3 separate regions of the Mus musculus genome follow, and all the other regions are linked to region 2. A link is a contact called in public HiChIP or PLAC-seq and Micro-C data. All regions are on one chromosome and are shown on one strand. Each heading gives the region's core, a stretch centred on a gene start, on an enhancer-like site or on the middle of the called end of the contact. The rest is flanking DNA. Distances are from core to core; before and after follow the strand shown. Region 1 holds the start of Psap (prosaposin). Region 2 overlaps Unc5b (unc-5 netrin receptor B). Region 3 holds the start of Pald1 (phosphatase domain containing, paladin 1).

Region 1 (4,108 bases), core at 364-2,863, 540 kb after region 2:
GGCCTGAAAATGGGCAGAGGTTAAACTGGCCTTTCATTCTTTTGGCATTCTTTGTTTTCTGTCTAGGTGGGAAAGGCAGTCAGGCTGGAGGGCTGGAGAGTAACCAAAACCAAGTGTCTGTACCTCCAGGGCTTTGTGAAGACTAGACGGGACCTGGAACATTCTAAGCACCCAGAACATCATTAAAAGGCAAGCTATGAGTGGCACCCTGAACTACAGTAGTGCCACACTGAGCCCATAAGTCCTAAGAGCCTCAGGGAGCACACGTGGTTTGCAGTCATCATAGACAACCAACAACTCAATGGTGGACAGTCAAGACAAGCTACCATTCTTCAGTATGACCTTGACGTGAGGCACAGAGCCTGGAGTTTTAGACCAAGGCCATCAGGGTCCTCCCATCTACCTAAGAAGGAAGAAGGAACCCAGTTAACTAGACTGGCAGTCAAATGAACTACATGTGTATTAGAAATAATTTTTCCAAGGAAACAGGTAAGGGGTATAGTGTGACTCAGTAGAGGATGTTCGTTTACCGTGTGTTACGATCCAAGTTCAATGGCCCATACTACAGAGAGAGAGAAAAAGAAGTCTGGTTTTGGTGGTGTGGGTGAATCAGAACTCACGAGTTATGTATGACACAGAGCAAGCAGGACCAAGTGCGTTTCTTTTCATTTTTCTTGCACAAAAAAAAAAAAAAAAAAAATCTCATACACAGTCCAGACTAGCCTTGAGCTTTCTGTGTAGCACAGGCTGACCTCAAATTCAAAATCCTCCTACCTATGCCTTCCAAGTGTGAGTCCCCTGGCGCTGCCTTGCCAACCTGCAGTGCTTTTAAGAAAAATCATTTTAGAAACACTTGCTATAAAATAAAGGCTGGCCAATGGCTTTGCCAGATCAAACAAAAAAATTAAGAGTTCCAATGCAATCGGGACTACACAATTCCCTCCAAGACCTACTACGCTCCTGAGTTCACACAGAAGCCAAAAAAATCACCCCCCGGCCCGGGGCAGACACAAAGACGCTTCCTGCAACTCCCATACGAGTGCAGTCTGGGACAGAGGTCACGGGCCGACCTGACCTGCAGGATGGGGCTTCAAGGCCATGTCTATCACCTACACCAGGATAGAGTCAACACAGCGACGGAAGAGGTCATCGAGTGACCTCTCCCAACCTCCATCCCAGGGAGAACCGCAGTCACCCGCAAGGCCTTGCACAAGGCCTGCACACACAGGACAAGACGTCTCTCCCACCTCCCAGTGGTCCCCCAGTGCAGAGAATCTGGAACAGGTCCCCCTCCGCCACCAGCCCCGATCTGCGCCTGCGCACAGCGAGGCCTGCCTAAGCGCGCCCCGGGAAGCGAGCGGAGGGCGAGGCCGGTACCGCAGGACTGCCCGGTTCCCGGGACCCAGGGGACGCTATAGCGTTCTTCTCTACCAGACCAGGGGACCCTTCTAAGCTCACCGGTGGCCAGAAGGCTGGCGAAGAGGGCGAGGGCGTACATGGCGCCGCTTCACTTCGCAGGCTGCAATGCAGAACGTCAGCTGACCAGACGAATATAAATCTACCCCCCAACCTCGCCGCAGACGCCAGTGCGCAGGCGCGGGCCCCGCCCAAACTGGGCGCAGCTTGACTCAGCGTCGCGCAGCGCGCCTGCGGGGAGGGAGGGTGCGAAGAGGAGCAGGCTGAAAACGCCCAGGGAAGGTGGCGGGAAGGCGCGGGTGGTGGTAATAAAAGAAAACCATATCTGGTGATTAAATCAAGGTCAGGCGCCGAACGGTATCTAACGCCTCTCTTTACCTTTGCAATGTGAGGAATCCAGCCCAGGGCTGGTACCAAGCCCTGAACTGCATCTTGTGCTCCCCCACCCCACCCCACCCCTGAGCCCCAGCATCTTTTAAGTATTACTATTTGTTTTTGAGATGCCGAGTCACTATGGCCTTGCTGGTCGACAATTCAGTGTCGCAGCAGACCTGGAACTCTCAACCTTCTGCCTCAACCCCTTGGAGAATGGTTGGGGGTTGGGGGGCGGGAGCAGGGATTTTTGTTTGCAGTCGCCGGTATTGAACCCAAGGCATTATACTTGATATCAAGTGTTGTACCTCCAAGCTGCACACCACCATTCCCCCCACCCTCCCAGCTCACTCCTTACTTTATTTTTGAAAGAGGGTGTCACCAAATTCCCCAGAAAGTCTCTGAACATGTAATTCTTCTGCCTGACCCTTGTACAGTGGTAGTTAGGGGTTTTTTGTTTGGTTGGTTGGTTGGTTTGGTTTGGTTTGGTTTTTGGTTTTTCGAGACAGGGTTTCTCTGTGTAGCCCTGGCTGTCCTGGAACTCACTTTGTAGACCAGGCTGGTCTCGAACTCAGAAATCTGCCTGATTCTGCCTCCCGAGTGCTGCTGGGATTAAAGGTGTGTGCCACCACGCCTGGCGGTGATTAGTTTTTTTGGTTAGTTTTTTTGTTCGTTTGTTTGTTTGTTTGTTTTGGTTTTTCGAGACAGGGTTTCTCTGTATAGCCCTGGCTGTCCTGGAACTCACTTTGTAGACTAGGCTGGCCTCGAACTCAGAAATCTGTCTGCCTGCTGGGATTAAAGGCGTGGGCCACCACGCCCGGCTAGTGGTTAGTTTTTTAAGACAGGGTTTCCTGTAGCCCAAAGAGGCTGACAACTGGCTGTGCAGCTGAGGATTCGTGTATCTCAGGCAGTCCTCGAACTTCAGTCACTTCCAAATCCTGATCTGCCTGCCTGTGCTACCATACATGTTCTGTTTGGTTCTAGGAACCAAACCCAGGCCTTCAACTCATGTCGGGCAATGACTCTACCAACTGAGTGGCATCTCCAGCCCCCATTTATTGTGATTCGTGCCGTGCTAACAGATGAGACTCAAGCACAAACAGGTTACAGATTTGCCTACATCTTTACACTCAGGATTCAAATTCACAGGCTGCCATTCTGCAGTTGTCAATCAATACAAACTCAGAAAACGGCAAACGAGAGACGCCTTTATTTGTGATCTTGGGAACTGCAGACTGCAAGATAGACTCAGAGGTCTCTGAATCAGTGTTGGTGAGAAGGCAGGGAGAATGGAAGTCTGAGTGTGTAAGCAGAAAAAAAAGAGGAAAAAAAAAACAATAAAAATGTATTTTAGGCAACTTGTGTTGCTTGGAGAAAGAACAGATGCTGTGTAATAGACTCGTGACGGATGGAAGATAAAGACAAGCATGCATGCCCACGCTTCTAGTCCTAGCATGGGGGAGGCAGAGGCAGGAGGATCTCTAGGGCCCCTAAGCCACATAGTAAGACTCTGTCTCAAAAAAAAAAAAAAAAAAACAGTAAAATAACATTTCAAAAATTGGTTCTGGGGGCTGGAGAGATGGCTCAGTGGTTGAAGGCACCAAGTGCTCTTCCAGAGGTCCCAAGTTCAAATCTCAGCACCCACAGGACAGTTCACGACTTTCTGTAACTCCAGGATCTCTCACATAGACATGCATACAGACAACACACCAATGCACATAAAATAAAGGTAAATGTATTTTTAAAAATAAATAAATAAAATAAATTGGTTCTAGCCGGGTGTAGTGGCTCATGCCTTTAATCCCAGCACTTGGGAGGCAAAGGCAGGCAGATTTCTGAGTTCAAGGCCAGCCTGGTCTTCAAAGTTAGTTCCAGGACAGCCAGGGCTATACAGAGAAACCCTGCCTCGAAAAAACCAATAAATAAATAAACAACTTGGTTCTAGGTAGTGGGGGGTGGGGATTCCCTCAGTTGTTAAGAACACTTGATGCCTTTGCAGAGGACAACATTCAATTCCCAGCACCCACGGGGTCAGGGGGTGTCACAACCACCTTCAACTCCAACTCCAAGAAATGTGGCACCTCCTGGTACACCTGCACTCATGTACACATTCCACACAGACACACACACATAATTAGCAATGAAATACTGTATTATTATTATTATTATTATTATTATTATTATTATTAGGCTGATTAGTCTGGGTTGGGGGTGCCTTTAATCGCAGCAGTTGGGAGGCAGAGGCAGATAGATTCCTATGAGTTCAAAGCTAGCTTGGACTACAAAGCAAGCTTTTAGATCAGCCAAGGTTACACAGTTG
Region 2 (4,025 bases), core at 1,140-3,639:
TGAATAAGCCAGTGTGAGAATCGCATCCTGCTGGACACCTTCCAAGGCTTGTGTATGTAGTCCTGCGTGTGAAGCTGACATGTGTGGGGAGGCCAGAGGACAGTCTGGGGCGTCATTCCTCAGGGATGAATCATCCATCTCTTTTGGAGACAGGGTCTCTAACTGGTGTGGAATTCACTTAGGAGAGCTCTAAGTCAGATAGACCTAGGAGCCAGCCTGTCTCTGCCTCCCCAGTGCTGGGACTGCAAATGTGGGCCGTTATGCCTACCTTTTTTATATGAGTTTCTGGCGATCAAACGCCAGGCAAACTTTTGACAGATTGAGCAGGACTCTGAGCTGAGAGGGAAGCCGCTGGTCCCAAGTGTCCAGAAGAGCTAAGGCCACACAAGCTGGTTTCCAGGCCTTCCCCCAAAGGTAGAATCAGGGACGACTCTCCATAAGCCAGTCGCCATGCTAGAAATTGATTTCACTTGTCTGTCCACTGACTGACCAGTGACCCAGCCTGCTTTTCCTGAGCAGGGACATCTGAAGACGTCCATCTGCCCCTCTCTCTCCCTGGGTATGTGGGTCAGCCACTCCAACCCAACTCTGTCCTATTTTCTTTCTTGATGTAATTGAGCGGTGGATCGCTAGGACCTATGTTCCCTACAGGCGAGATTCCAGATTTCACCAGACTTCAAACTCCACAGCCTTATCTGGTACCATTTTGTCTGGGTAGTTTTGGTATTGTGAGAGGAAAGGCCATCCCCATCTTCCACAAACTGGAGGAGCCATGGACGTGCCCTGGGTGTGTCCCAGGCTTGTACCATGGCGAGAATGGGCAGAATGGGCTATTTACATGAGTGTAACTGAGTGGCAGAAACTTGGTGTAGGTTTGGTGCAAGGGGTTGGTGGTGGTGACAACTTTGAGAGGGCAGTGGGGCCATTGTCCCCATCCCCCTTCAAAGCAGAGAGGCCACATCTAAGCAGTATACTTCTCTCTGAGACTTTCCCTACCTGATAGGTGTAGGGTTAGCTTAATAGACTCCACTCCCTTCCTTCATTCCATCAAACACTTTCCATTGTCCCCATAGCCCTGTCACCTGTAGAATTTCCTGAAGAGAGAAAGTGTTATAATGTCTGTTGGCCTCAAATGGCTAGGCACATTTTGAACATGGCATGTTCCCATGGGCACCTCGTGAATGTAAGGGGTGTTGGCAGAAGCGTGGATTCCATAGCTCATGGAGAAGGGCCCTCGCGTCCACATAAGGAAATCTGCTCCACTGTGGAACACTGGAACCCTCAGTTTGACCAGACTGGCAGCTTTTTGTCCTGTGTCCGCTCAGGTGTCCCCTCTTAGAAAGCTTAACAGCCCCATCCATCAGCACCTACCACCACCTGGAGTTCTCATGTGCCTGTACACAGAAGTTCTCTGGTTTAGCTGGCTTTCTCACTCCATGAGGGCAGAGCTGTGTCCCTTGGGAATGGCCCAGTGGCCAGAACAGTGTCCCACACAGAGTAGGCCTCAGTGAACATTTGCTCGCTAAGTGTGTCACTAAGTGTGTCACAGAAGTGTTAGCTAGAATTTGCTAGAGTTCACACGCCTGCTCCCCCCAACCCCGTCTGCATATTTAAGTCTGGCATAGACATTGGGTCTTTGCAAGGCTCCAAGAGATTCTAGCCTGTATTCCCCAACCATGAGCCCCAACAGTGGGCACACAGAGATTCCAGCAACAGTGGCTGTAGGCTGGGTGCTGGGACTTCAGTTCCTTTGTAGTTCTGTCTGCAAAGAAGGCAGAGGGCTGTGATTAGGTATACTCTGGGCCCTCCTGTCCCACCTACATTTTGTCATTCTGGAGATGTCTGTGACCTTACGGCATTCTTTTGTCCCACAGAGCAAACAGTTCCCTAGTGAGGTAACCTTGCCAAACCCTATTAGGAAACTGGTATCCTGTCCGTCTCTCCCAAATAAATGGCAAAGTGCTGTCCAGGGCCCTGTTGCCCCTCTCCTGGTGCCTGAGAGACACCAATGGCTCTGGGCTCCAGCAGTGCCGGCATCTCCTTTTTTCTGGCAACAGAGCTGAGCTGTGTTGGAACCTGTCTCTTCTCCCCTGATAGCACGCAGTTTAAATAAGATCTCCATTTACCAGAAGTTCACACCACAGCTCATGTGTTATATGAGAAGCAGCAATCTCACGTTTGCTGGTGAATGCTGTTCAGGGATGCGATTGGGGTGGTGGGGGTTGGAGTGTGTGTGTGTGGGGGGGGAAGCATCACAGAGAGGGGACGTGAGGAAGGAGGGACTCCAAGCTGTCAGCCCAGCCCCAGCGCTGGCAGTGCCAGGCTCCTCTTGGCTCGGTGTGGGGCTGCTGGGGGAGGTGCCAGGGCTCTGTGAGCTGACCTCAGGCTGCTGGAAGGCTCGGAGCCGGATGGGCGCATGATGTCACCACCACTTCCGCCTGTTGGCACTCCCAGCAATGCACTGGGTCATTTACACGTCTTCAGTCTGTTAGGAAGAGACTCTTGGTGAGGGAGATTTATTGGTTGCCTCTGCCTTCCTTAGAAGCCTTTGTTAGGAACCTAATAAGGAAGGCACTTGGTGGCTATAGAGAGACCCCCCCCCCACACTCTGAGTCTCTCCTCCCCACATCCCGGGGCCACGTAAAAGTGAATAAGCAAATTCTAGTTGCAGGGTGTCTTCCAGCCTAGGTAGGAAGTGGGTGGCATGACCCTGCTTATGCAGAAGGGGAAACTGAGGCAGTAGCAGTTTGAGCACGTTGGAAGCAAGGCTTGCAGTCTTGTGCCTGGATCCTCTGGGCTGACAGGCAGGTTGCTAACTGCATTTCTAAATGCTGCTGGAGTCTGATCTCTTCCAGAGCATTAGTTTATTACAACGACCAGGATGCTCTATGATCTGGAGGTAGATTGGTGCCTCAGTTTCCCCCAAAGTAAACCAAGAGCTGGCTTTGGCTGTCTTTCAGCAAAGTAAGGCCCTTCAGCCTTTCCTTGCAGGTTTCCAAGTAGCCACACTAAGGAGATGGGTGGTGGGGGGAAAGAAGGTCCTGTGGTCACCTCATCACAGGGTCCGTGGTCCAGGCTGATGCACCTGTAATAAATATCGAGCTGACAGTTGTTAAGCCGCATCCCTGACCTCTGAATAAATAAAAAGCTGCTTAGAATAACAGCCCCGGAAAATGCTGGAGGTTCCTGCTCACTCTCAGTTTCCCTTCCACTGGCCAAACCTGTTTGCCTGGACACCCACCCACTCCCATTGTCTCCCCTCCCCTGTGGCTCCTCAGGCCCCTGTCCATCACTTCAGCCCCAAGGGCAGCCACTGCCTGGCCTGGCTTTTGTTCACAGCTCTGTAGTCTGTCCAGAGCTCCTTGCTCCTTCAGCAGCCAGAGCAGCTAATAGGGAAACAGCTCTGCAGCTGACAGCTGAGAGACAGGCCAGCCAGGCCTCCCTGGGGCTGGGGGTGGGGCACAGAATAGATGCCCTCTGGTTCAGTCTTCAGAACCTTGCTGGCATTTCCTTCTGTGGCTCTGTCCCTGTGATATGAACCGGGCTACTGCCTCTGGCAGAGGTCACCAGGAAGTTAAAATCTGGGCCCCCAGCTGGCTCCCAGGATGCCCCAGAGCACATGGGCACCATTTGATGTTCTGTGAATATTGTATGTGAGCTATCTGTGTCTCCTGGCTTTCTCATTACAGGTAGTTCAGGTTCTCAGGAGCTGTTAGGTAGAGTCATAGAATGTCAGATGTGGAAAAGACAGACAAGAGCCGGAAAGCCCATTTTATAGCGAAGGGTACTGAAGCCTTGGGCAGTGAGCACTTCAGACTACTGTTCAAAGTTCACAGTGGCAGATCCTGGGTTTGAACAGGAACCTGAGGCCTGTGCCCTTGATCCTGACCCAAGGGAAAGGCCCAGGAGAGCCCTGGCCCGGCCAGGGAATCCATCACAGGTAAACAGTGCCCACCAGAAATGTGCCTTCCACACTGGAGCCTGGGGTTTTGCTCAGAGTGTCCTAGGGGTCCTAGTGCTCCTCC
Region 3 (4,251 bases), core at 1,132-3,631, 570 kb before region 2:
AATACTCTGTTTTCTCAGGTTCTGTTCCGTGACCCATGGGTCCTTTCTCAGGAGACCCGGCTTTGCTGTGAGCTTCCAGCTGGCACTGTAGAAACGTCTACAGCATTTGAGAGGCTCCAGGCTGGCTTAGCTAGAAGAGCCGCTTCTTGATCCTTGATTTCTACTGGGCCTGAAGAGAGTACAGGGTTTCTGCTCATCGTGCCCTTGGCTGCTCTGTGACCTCTCTCCCCATCTTAGAAGCAAGTGGGGGTGACTCTGACCCTCAAGGCCTGAGTTTAGTCCTTGTGGCTCATGGGACTTCCCTGTCCCAGCCCACGACCAGGGCTGCAGAGCAGGGGCATACGTGGGAACTGGTAAGGTACCTGTGTCCTGTACCTGAGACGTCTCCAAGTCTCTGCCTCCTAGTTCCTGAGGCCTTTCCACCAAGCTGTGAGGCTGTTGGTTAGAGTTTGAAGGGCTGTGATTACAGCTGTTCTTTCGGGCCACCACAGAGGGCTTCTCTGCTGGATTCAACAAGAGCAGAGACACGTGTGAATAACACATCTTCACTCACTGAAGATGATGTGTCAGGCATATGCTGGGGACCAAAGACAGATCACACATGCTCTGACTCTCCAAGTGCCGTCCTTAGAGGCACACAGCCAGGGATCCAGTTTCTTCGGGACAGTGCAGGGCACTGTGCATGTATGTGTATGTTCTAGTCTCTCTGTGTGTGCATTCTATACCATGTGTTTGCACATGCCTGGCTATGGCACTGTGAGCAAACTGTCCTGAAACCTGTCCTCAGGCCCGCAGGGGACCCATTTGGGGCTTGAGTGGATGGGGACATGGAGCTGTGACAAAGGAACCAGGAAGAACACTGTGCCCAAGGATGGAGCCTGACAATATGCTACACACTTTACTTAGGCCTCTGGTCCCCAGCTCAGTAGCTCCTCAAACATCTCTCTCAAAGATGCAGAAGGTGGGGGTCACACAGCCCAGTTAAGGAACTGTAGGCCAATCTGAGTGAAGTGTGGCTGGAGCCAAGATGGCCATGGTCCTTAAGCAACCCTCTGGGCTTTCTCTTTCTTCCTCACACACCTAGGATGGGCAGAAGGGAGTCTGACATAGAGGGCAGGTAGTCCTGGGGCCTCAGTTTCCCCATGTATTAAAATAGGAATAGCGAGGGCTAGGGATATGCTAGAGTGTTTGCATGCCCAGCATACACAAGAATACTTGATTTCAACACCCAGCACTGCATAAGCCAGAATGAGGGACCGTGCCTATAATCCCAGCATTCAGGAGGAAGGATTTAGAATTTCTAGGTTATTTTTAACTAAATATTGAACAAAATCAACTTGGGATATATGAGACCGTGTGTGTATGTGTGTGTGTGAACAATGATAGGTACATAGGTACCTGCTAAGATTACACAGATGAGATACCGCTGCAGACATGCTGGGTATCTGGCCAGACCACCCTTAATGAGTCCTTTTAGGGTTGCAAGGCCCTCCTTCTGCATAGTTCAAGTTCCCTAGCTTGATTTTGGCTAAAGGCCAGGCCTGCAAAGTCTTCATCCTGGTCACAACTCCCTGCAGAGCGTGCCAAGGACCCTCTAGCTCTGACTGGGGCCAAGGCAGGTAGAGGCAGGAAGGAAATATTCCTCAGTGTAGGGAGAGAGAGACAGAGAGAGACAGAGACAGAGAGAGAGACAGAGAGAGACCTCATTCCATACATCAAAGAGGCTTTCCTGAGACCTAAGCAGGGGTGAGTAAGTGCCCATGGGTGATCCAAGGTCAAGGGTCAGGTACCAGAGCCCCAGAGCCCACCACCACTTGGATGCGTTGGGTAGGGGTAGTGGGGCTGCTCTTCTTCCAAAGACTGGGAGCTGCAATTTTCCTAAGCCAGCGGTCAAGGTGACCACCTGCTCTTTTAGGGCTTCATCCTTCGACGTCTATTCGGAGAGGCGTCAGACCTTCCCTACGGAGCTCAAGTGGCACAGGAGAAATGCTGATTCTGGGGTCCAGGAGAAGCAGAAAGGGGAAGCCCGGGGCTACAGACATAACAGGGGCCCTGGAGTAGGGGAGGGGGTGTGGCGCCACCAGCCTAAGCATTTTTCTCCAGCCATGGAGATTGGAAGCCGGCCTTGGGTATCTTCCAGAAGGAACCGACCAGACAAGGAAAGAGGAACTTGCTTCTCCCGCAGGTTCCCTCTACCCTAGGGTTTTCCTCCAGGCGTAGGGCGAGCAGACGGAGGATGCTGGCCCGGAACCGGCTGGATTGAAAGAGGGGGGAGGGGAGTTGTGCCTATCCGACCGTGGTGGGGTGAGTGTATCTTTAAGTCCGCACCCCCTCCTTGTGGGCGGAGGCCGAAGCTGTGACCGCGCCCTCCCAGGCGTGGGAGGGGGGATCCGGACTCGAGGCGGGGTTCTGGGGGTGATCCTGGCCTCGGTGGCCCCGGGCTGGCCGGGTCTGCGCCGCCTGGACACAGCAGGAGCTGCCTCCGCCCCCGGATGGGCTGGGAGGGTGGGCGGAGTCATCTGGAGCCCGCGCGGGTAGTGCCCGAAGCCCGCCTCGGCGCCGGCAGTCCCCGGCCGCATAGCGCGACGCTCTCCCGGAGCTGCGGCTGCCAGGTAAGCACGCGTGGGCCGCGCCGAGGGAGGATCGGGGTCCCTCGGTTTGGGGCGGAGGCGTCCGAGCCACCCAGGCCTGCCCCAGGTCGGCGCCACCATGCTTTCTCAAAGCTGGAGCTGCTCCCGGGTTGTGCGCAGGTCGATCCCGGACTCATCTCCTGTACTCTGGCTTCCCTCGGAGTGAGGGACAACATGGAGTGGCGACACCCGCACTTCTTGGCCTGGGAGCCCTCCGGGCCAGCTGGGCTGGGCTTCCGAAGAAGTTAGGAAAGATAGCCGCGTTGTGACCCCGGCATGGGGTCCCCAGACTTATCTGCAGGACCCTTGAGGCCCAGGGGCAAGGGAGCAAACTGAGGGGCCTGGCAGGCACTGGCTTTGATTCGCCGCTCGGTTTGGTCTCTTTTGAGGTGGGGTTTCCTTGGTGTGAGCGAGGGTGTGCGTGGAGCGTGAGTACATTCATGTGCCTGAGCATGACACCCCCCTCCCCCCAAAAGACATGGACTTAATAGAAAGGTAGTGTTTGGGACACTGACTGTCCCAGTTCCTTGTAGTGGCCAAGCTGCCCTTGTTTTGTAAATCAGACTCCACAAAAGCCTGGCCCGGGGTGAGCTTGAGGCATCTCTGGTCTTCCAGCCAGAGAGTATGGGCCGGTCCTTGTCTGCCCACAGCCAGTGACAGAGCACCTGTGGCTGTGGGCTCCGGGCCATGCACAGACAGTGTGGGAGGTGGGAGGACTTGGAAGGGCTCTGTCCTGTTGTGGCTCTGTCCTGCAAGGGAAGACAAGAGAGAAACACTTGGCCAGTTCTCTGATAGGGAGTTTGATACCAGCCCTGGGCTGGTAGCCCTAGAAGAAAATGCCAGGAGGTTCCTCAAGGGAATTGCAAAACACCGGCGCAGCGAGGGTACTCTCGCTGGGTGTCCTGTGACTTTGCTGATAGATGTGTTTAAATGTCCTGGTGCAGGCAACCCCACCCTCCTCATTAGCATTACTAATCAGGACCGCTTTGCACCTCGCCTTGTGCGGCGGTGGTGCTGGGGCGGGGGCGGGGGTGGGGGGATGGGATGGGGGCAACAAGCGTAGGATGGCTGGCAAGGACTTCCTGCTTCTGTGTGTCCACCCCACCCCCATATTTTGTTTGCTTTGGGGGTGGTGGTGGTGTCCAAAGACCCATTTGTTTCCTCCAGTCAGATGGAGCGCAGGTTTGGGGCTGCTGAGGTTTGAGCCAGCCTTCCAGGAGGAAGCCCTGACTTCCTTTTTGAAGAGTCTCCTTCGTGGGGGCTGGAGGGAAGGGTGGGAGGCATTGACCAGACGCGGTTTCCTGTGGGGGCAGACCGGCCTGAGGTGGCCCAACTTTGCTCCCTTCTCTGGTGATGGAGTGGACAGGGTGGGGCTCTGGGCAACTCTGACCCTACTCTGCCGCTCTGTAGTATCTGAGACTTTGCTCCGTCCCTGTTGTTCCCCATACTTTGGAGCCGGTGGTAGTGTATCCCAGGCAAAAGTTCTTCTAGTGGGAGCTACCCAGGCCCAGGAGAGAGAGTCGTGTGGGTGGAACATGAACTCATATGCAGGTGTATAGAGCCCTGTGGGCAGACACAGGGAAGAACTGGACATATTTACCAGAGAACAGGCACAGAATGA

Evidence for each region. Hi-C and Micro-C count contacts between places; a contact is called where the count stands out from the background. HiChIP or PLAC-seq counts read pairs in DNA pulled down with a chosen protein or histone mark.
Region 1: a contact with region 2 is called in a FOXA1 HiChIP or PLAC-seq map of pancreatic cancer cells. The contact joins the promoter of Psap here to the enhancer-like site in region 2. A contact is called at or near these places in 1 of 39 promoter capture datasets (embryonic stem cells), 1 of 484 Hi-C or Micro-C datasets (the N1E-115 cell line), 5 of 115 datasets of contacts at active chromatin or transcription factors (the NIH/3T3 cell line, astrocytes, bone marrow-derived macrophages and 2 more) and 2 of 9 other capture datasets (adipose tissue and macrophages).
Region 3: a Micro-C map of the HL-1 cell line shows a contact between it and region 2, with 2.1 times the contacts expected there. The contact joins the promoter of Pald1 here to the enhancer-like site in region 2. A contact is called at or near these places in 3 of 39 promoter capture datasets (embryonic stem cells and stem cell-derived epiblast-like cells), 2 of 484 Hi-C or Micro-C datasets (the HL-1 cell line and embryonic stem cells), 2 of 115 datasets of contacts at active chromatin or transcription factors (embryonic stem cells and pancreatic cancer cells) and 1 of 9 other capture datasets (liver).

Annotation. Positions count from the first base shown.
Region 1 is chr10:60,275,133-60,279,240 of GRCm38.p6, reverse strand. It overlaps Psap (prosaposin), which reads right to left and starts at 1,613. Exons shown (of 15, transcript NM_011179.3): 1 at 1,459-1,613. The coding sequence starts at 1,498.
Region 2 is chr10:60,815,430-60,819,454 of GRCm38.p6, reverse strand. The region is part of intron 1 of Unc5b (unc-5 netrin receptor B); the gene reads left to right. Among named protein-coding and RNA genes, the nearest start is that of Unc5b, 14 kb to the left of the region's middle. RefSeq lists an enhancer at 2,612-4,025. Within about 2 kb of position 2,389, at least 157 of the 459 cell types and tissues checked have an H3K27ac peak or open chromatin away from gene starts, as enhancers often do. A contact at or near this core is called in the HL-1 cell line, the N1E-115 cell line, the NIH/3T3 cell line and 4 more, where this site is marked.
Region 3 is chr10:61,381,653-61,385,903 of GRCm38.p6, reverse strand. Pald1 (phosphatase domain containing, paladin 1) reads left to right here and starts at 2,381. Exons shown (of 20, transcript NM_013753.2): 1 at 2,381-2,612.